Linked DNA regions of Sus scrofa: region 2 is linked to region 1. Evidence: chromatin contacts called from public promoter capture Hi-C data. All regions are on one chromosome and are shown on one strand. The core of a region is the stretch at or near the end of the contact, and the rest is flanking DNA. Distances in the headings are between cores, read along the strand shown.

Region 1 (3,393 bases), core at 516-3,015:
TCTAGGGTCGGTTTATTCCTATTTCTTTGAAGAGCTAGTTCTTGGAATTGTGGCAGCTTATGTCATGGCTATGGCCTGGTAGTTATGTAGTTAAGTTCTTCCACCTAATGAGGGTTTCAGTATCTAAAAGACAGCTGGAAGGATATGGCTCAGAATATTATCTATAGCCTTTGAGGAGGAACTAAAAGTCCTTGGCTTTCTTTAATGGGTAAACCATTGCTATTTGGCCTTATTTTCCTCTGTCTGTATTTTCTCATGTCTCTGATTAAACTTATCCTTTGGCCAAAGTATTTCTACAGACAAAAGCAGGTGGAAGACATGGTGGGAAAGGACCATGGAGTTCTGCTCTGTTTCACCAGACCAGGACAGAGCAGGGCAGTCCCTTGGCCAAATCTTGGCCCTGAAGACTGCGCCAGGGATGGGAGGGTCAAGACAGCAAGCAGAACAGCAGAGTAATCTTCAAGGTCTCTTCTCAGCTGCTTTACTCCTTACTAGCCTTTCCATATCACAGCTGAAACCAGGGGCCAATACTAGCCATTAGACCTCGACAAAACCCCTAACCTTTCTGAGTTGTACCTTCTCAATCTCCCAAATGGTATAATGATGCCTGCCCTACCAACCTCACAGGCTTGTTATGAGGATAATATGAGATCAAGCTGTTTCAAAGTGCTTCGTGCATGTTAAATGATTAGGAAAGGGTGTTGGAGGGAAGCTAAACAGGAGGGATGATGGGAAGGTAAGAGCATAAGGGGGAACTGGTATTGCTAATGGGTACTAAAATGGCAAGACTTTGAGCAAGTCATTTCATTGGAGTTCCCCAGGTTTCAAATCTGAGAATTAAGACACCAGTTCCAGACCTGCCTGTTCCCCAAGGGTTGATGTAAGAACTAAAGAAAATGACCACAAGACCTCTTTATAAATGTATACCTAATTATCATGGATGTTTATCTTACTAGATTAGGTTCCTAGCTCTTTGTTATTTGAGGATGGGGGGAAGCATAGTCTCCTGCAGGTACCCAGAGGATGGGAAGTGTGTGTGGGTGTGGGTGCCTGGTCAATGGAAGGGTAGGGCTAGGGATGGGGTTTACCCATTGGTTGGGTAAGGCACTGGAACCTCTCCTAGAGATGGCCACTGATTAGGGATCCTCCGCCTTCAGTCAGGAGGAAGTCAACTAGTTCTGTTGCTGCTGCGATCTTGGGGTTTGCCAATGTGGGGGTGGTAGGTGTTCCCTTATGTTTTTTTGGGGGAGGGGGGCTGTCCAGCTCCAGCTGTCTTTGGACTAGGAACCAATTCTCTGAAGCCTGCTTTTCTAATGGGACACTTAAGCGAGGACACCGCCGAGACACGCCTTCCTAACGCGCATCCGACGGGGGAAGGCGCACTTCCGCTCCGCAGTTGGAGCGGGATGGCAGACCGGCGTGGGGGCAGGGAGAGGTCGGTGGAGAGGAGGGAGGGACCATATCCGGGAGAGTGGCAGCTTCCGACCAGTGGTCGCTCTTCCGGAGAGGCGCTTCCGGTGGCGGCGGCAGCAGCGGCTGTGGTGGTTCCGGGTGTCTTTGTCCCCCCGGTGTCGCGGCCCTGGCCCGCAGGTGGGTTGGGGGGCCTTCCGTCGCCCCTCTGCCCCTTCACCTCTCCCCCGGCCGAGGGGCTGCGAGGGCCGGGCCGCGAAGATGCACCGGGCGCAGAAGGGGCCGAGCCCCCCTTCGGACTGCAAGTCCCGTCTCCCTGGCAACGGCCTCGGCCCTGGGGGCGGGCGGGAGGAGGAGAAACCGCGCGCCTTCGTCCTCCCACGGTGGCCGGTCGCTGTCTGGCCGGTAGACCAGGAGCTGGAGGCTGCTGAGGCAGGAGCCGAGGGCCAGGGAGCGCGGGAGCAGGAGGGCGGGCGCGCAGCCGGATTCGCGTCCGGCCGGGCCACGGAGCTGTCTTCCCACCAACCCGTCCGGGAACAACGGGCCGGGCTTCCGGGGAGAGGGCCCACACCATCTCTCCGGCACCAGCCTCCTCCATTTTTCCGGGCCTTGCGTGGAGCTTTTGGCGGATGTATTTGAATGAATGAATGTCACCGGGGCTCTTTCCAACCCCCTACTCTCCCCAACCATCTGAGGGTGGCGTGGCATGGTGAGAGGAGCGCTAAGTTGTCGGAGACCTGGGTGTGAGTCCTGGTTTTGTCCCTACCTGGTTATGTGGCTTTGGGCAAGTCTCAGTCCCTCGAGCCTCAGTTTCCTGTTTTTGAAAGAGCAATACAGTATCACCCACCGCTAGGTTACTGTGAGGGCACACTGGAACATTGTAATTTCTCCATTTCCTGCTCCTCTGTATTCTCTCCATCCATCTTCTCCATTCATTCTCAGTATTCATCTCGCCACTTTCTTTAAGACCCTTAGTTCCTTTTGGGGGGTAGATGGGAATTTTCTCTGTGAGCTGTTAATTTCTTTTCCGATTGAAGGTTTTTTCCCAAGACTCTGAAAGAGGACAGCATTCCCAATGTCCCAGTTTAAGCGCCAGCGGATCAACCCGCTTCCAGGGGGACGCAACTTCTCAGGTGATCACCTTTATCTCTACCTGGCCTCATACTGGGAAGTATGGGCTTTGGAGTTAGTCTTCTTTTAAAATGAGGCTTTTGGGGTTTCCCTGGTGCAGTGCAGTTTGCTGCTGATATTTTTTAGGAAAATAGGAGATGACCAGAGTGGTTGTCAGCGAAACCCTGGGTGGAACTTGCTTGGATCCACTTTGCCCTCTGGGTTTACTGTATCCTCTCGCTGCCTCTAGTACTTTGGATGGTAGGTACTGTTCCTAGATGGCTTCTCTGTCACAATAGGCGCAGCTTCAACATCTCTTCTGGGTCCTCCTCCTGGTTTGCTCACTCCTCCTGTGGCCACAGACCTGTCTCAAAATGCCAGGCATCTTCAGGTAGGTTGGGCATCCTCTCTAGTGAGTTTCAGCACCTGGGGCTACCCCAGAGTGCATGGCTGCCCAGTGCATTCATTCGGACATCACAGTGTTCATCCTTCCTGACACGCCTGTCCTGGGGCAGTCTGGAGGTGACTAGGCACCTCTGACTGGGGAGCCCTAGGTTCTGGCTCTTGGAAAATCTTTAGGGTGCTTCTTAGAATTAAAGAACTGAAAATCCTTCCAGCATGAACCCCCCACCCCCTTGGGCAGTAGATATGCCTGTTTTTCACGTATGCTTTCTTCCATAGGAAACTCCATGCGGTACTCTAATCGAGCTGGGGTGGGGATGGATAAAGATGAGATGCTAGTGGCAGAGTGTGGACAGGTGCTCCCTGTTACCTTTAAACTGCCCTCATCTCTTACAGGGTGGGGAGAAGCAGCGGGTCTTCACTGGTATTGTTACAAGCTTGCACGACTACTTTGGGGTGGTGGACGAAGAG
Region 2 (3,393 bases), core at 354-2,853, 530 kb after region 1:
CAGCTTCTATTTGTACAGAGGTGACTGGGCTCTTTAAAGGGAGAACAAGGGGATAGGGAAGAGGGTAAGCCTGTCTCAGTAGAGTCAGTGAAAAATTACACAATGCAGGAAGGGAGGGTTGATCCCTGTAAAACTCATTTGGGTTTGCTAACTAGGGCTTATCAAAGTAAGACTCCTCCCCTCTCACAGAGGCTAGGAGACAGGGGCTCTGTCTTCAGGTGTTGGCTGGAACAAATAGTAAATTTTTTTTGATAACCTTGAGTTTTCTTAGGCAGGCACTTTAAGGGGGGGTAGGGTCACCTTACAAATATGCCTTCAGCTGCTAGAAACTGTTAGTTTTTGTTCACATCTTTATAGACTAAGGTTGACAGGTATAGTTAAGAAGACTTAGAGGAGCCTGTCTAGAGTGTGGTCAAGAATTTTTGTCAATTGCTATGAGTATTAAATGAGGTATTGTCTGTGAAAGTGCTTGGAGGAATAACACAAGTCATCAGTATCAACACATTCATTTACGTAACCAATCATATCACTTCCTCTCCTTTAAAATGCTTATTAAAATTCTTCCTTACACTAAGTCCCAACTACTAAACATCCTGTCACTCAGTGATAACACCCACTACATCATTTGCCAAGTATTTTACATACATTGTAACATTTCCCTCAAACAACCCTATTAGGAAATATTACTTTACAAGAGGCCCAAGGTCATACAGCCAGTGAGCGACAGAGGCCAAATTTATGTTCCACTCTGATGACTGTTACCTGGTTCCATTAAATAAGAAACTCTTTTCACCTTTTAGATGGTTCAATTAAAAAGAAAACCAGTTTATTCTTAACACACTGAATATGTCTGTTACTCGTTAAGATTTTTGTGTCTGTGTGTGAGAGAATCTAACAATTCTAAGATAATTAGAAGGGCAAGGGTCAAGGTATGCCCTTTTCAGTTTATGAAATAGTTCTCCAGCACCACCATGCATTACAGATATTAAAGCCATTGCACCGCTCTCAGGGAACGAGGGAACAGGACCCGGAATAGTAAATGCTGTATTGTTCAGCCCATGCTGTACTCTTTCATCGTGAAAGAGATCAACGATGAGTCAGAACAGTTGGAGACGGTTTCAAGGAAAATAAGAACTGAGCGCGATCTTAAGGGTATATTGATTCTGAGAAGGTAACAAAGGGACACTCCAAGATAGAGAAGGTGAGGAGTGAAAGCTTATATATCCTTGAAAATCCGGGTATACACTCTCACAGAGCTTAAGTGATCGAGAGTTTTGTTTATCCGTGACGTTATCGTAAAAGGGAGCTCACTCGGAAGTTTAAATGTCTGAAGAACGCCGCTACAAGGTGATCTGCGTGGCTGACGCTCGTGCCTCTGGCGCCCCTTAGCGGGACTCTACAGTCCTATCAGAAACCACCACAAGTTCGGCGGACAGTCGTTTGCCTCTACGATGCTTTGCCAAACTTCCCGATTCCAGACGGGGTGCGACGATGCGCACTTACCCGCTGCGCACACGCGACGTCCTCCTTACCGCACAAAGGCTGCGGGAGGAGGGGTTGGCGCAAGCGCTCTGAGTTTCTCGAAAAATAGGGTCATCATCCTACTTCCGGGCGCAGGCCGGGCGGAGACGCGTGCGCCGTGAGGACACGCGGACTTATTTCATGGGGCGGTGACGTAATGACAGAAGAGGAGGTGGCCAAGGAACGGAAGCCGGGAGGGAACCAGGACGGAAGGGGACCAGGGCCAGGGTTGTGTTCGGAGCCTTGGCGGGGCTGGGGTTCCGATGTGGTCCCCGGAGCGGGAGGCCGAGGCCCCGGCCGGGGGAGACTCGGCGGGCCTACTGCCCCCCGAGTGGGAGGAAGATGAGGAGCGCATGTCTTTCCTGTTCTCCGCCTTCAAAAGGAGTCGCGAGGTGAACAGCACCGACTGGGACAGCAAGATGGGCTTCTGGGCACCGTTGGTGCTGAGCCACAGCCGCCGCCAGGGGGTGGTGCGCCTGCGTCTGCGGGACTTGCAGGAGGCCTTTCAGCGCAAGGGCAGCGTCCCGCTGGGGCTGGCCACCGTGCTGCAGGACCTGCTGCGGTGAGGGCGGGCCCGGGCCGGGGGGCGGGGCGGCTCCCCGCGGGCAGGGACCCGGGCAGTTCTCCCGAGCGCACGCCGCCCAGCCCAGGAGCTGGCCCCCTGGGCAGTCTCTGTTTGCTCTGTGGGCGAAGAAGGAGGCTAGGTTAGGGGGTGTTGGGAGAGAGAGGGAGGAGGGTGGAGGGAAATTGAGAGGCCAGGGTAGCCTCATTACGGAGATGCAGAGGGTTTAGAGTAGAAGCCAGCCTGTCGGAGGTGACAGTGATTTGTCTGGACTGGAATCCCATTATGTAGTTATTTCGTAGGGACTTCTGAATTCAGATTACCTCGAAACATAAATGGTCCATGAGACAGGATTTATTGAACTAAGGAAAGGCAGAGCTAAGAAGACAGTTGTGGGGAAGAGGCCTGTAGGGATCTTGCTAGCAGCCTCCCAGCAGAGGTCATGTGTCTGGCCTGTCTTGGCTTATCCTTGGCACAAGCGGTTTGGAGCAGAAGACATGAGGGAGGTTGAGGGCTTTACTGAGTATCTTGGTGCCCTTTAGGTGCTACCTGTGCAACAGGTGCAGGGTTTTGGAGCTACCTCAGGTGGTAACGTGGACATCTTATACACATACAACACTTCACAGTGTGCAGGTACTTTGCACACACCATTTCATCTGACCCCCTCTGCAGTCCTGTGGGCAGGTGTCCTCAGCAGACAGAAGAGGAAACTGAACCTAAGGAGATAAGCGACTTACCTGGGGTTGCATAGCTAGTTAGAAGAATGGGGGAACTGGACCCCGGGGTCTTCTATTCTAAAGCATATGCACACGTTGTATATGTCATACCCAGAGCAGCCTGGCTGAAGACAAAAGTCAACTTTGATACATTGCTTTTAGCTTGCTGCTCTTTCTGATCAAGAGGTCTCTCCTCCTTTTCCCCAGCTCTCTTGCCTCGGCTGACATCAAAGTTTCAGTCCAGGCCCGAGATGGGGCGCAGGAGAGACAGTAGCTGAAGAAGTCGGTGAGGAGCAAGAACAGTCTGGGCTGCTTTTTTTTTTTTTTTTTTTTTTTGGTCTTTTTGCCATTTCTTGGGCCGCTCTCGCGGCATATGGAGGTTCCCAGGCTAGGGGTTCCCTACACCAGAGCCACAGCAGCACGGGATCCGAGCTGTGTCTGCAACCTACACCACCGCTCACAGCAATGCCAGATCCTTAACCCACTGAGCAAGGCCAGGGATCGAACCTGCATCCTCATGATGGTTACTAGTCAGATTCGTTTCTGCTGAGCCACAGCAGGATCTCTGAATTTATTATATTTGAAGAGATACTC

The links. Promoter capture Hi-C pulls out the DNA fragments that hold promoters and counts their contacts.
Region 2: a promoter capture Hi-C map of liver shows a contact between it and region 1, with 4 times the contacts expected there. The contact joins the promoter of CHMP7 here to the promoter of CCAR2 in region 1. A contact is called at or near these places in 1 of 5 promoter capture datasets (liver), 1 of 47 Hi-C or Micro-C datasets (liver) and 1 of 2 datasets of contacts at active chromatin or transcription factors (alveolar macrophages).

The regions. Positions count from the first base shown.
Region 1 is chr14:6,858,287-6,861,679 of Sscrofa11.1, forward strand. CCAR2 (cell cycle and apoptosis regulator 2) reads left to right here and starts at 1,766. Exons shown (of 22, transcript NM_001206340.1): 1 at 1,766-2,153; 2 at 2,448-2,543; 3 at 2,820-2,911; 4 at 3,319-3,393. The coding sequence starts at 2,486.
Region 2 is chr14:7,388,463-7,391,855 of Sscrofa11.1, forward strand. CHMP7 (charged multivesicular body protein 7) reads left to right here and starts at 1,604. Exons shown (of 10, transcript XM_021074113.1): 1 at 1,604-2,083. The coding sequence starts at 1,785.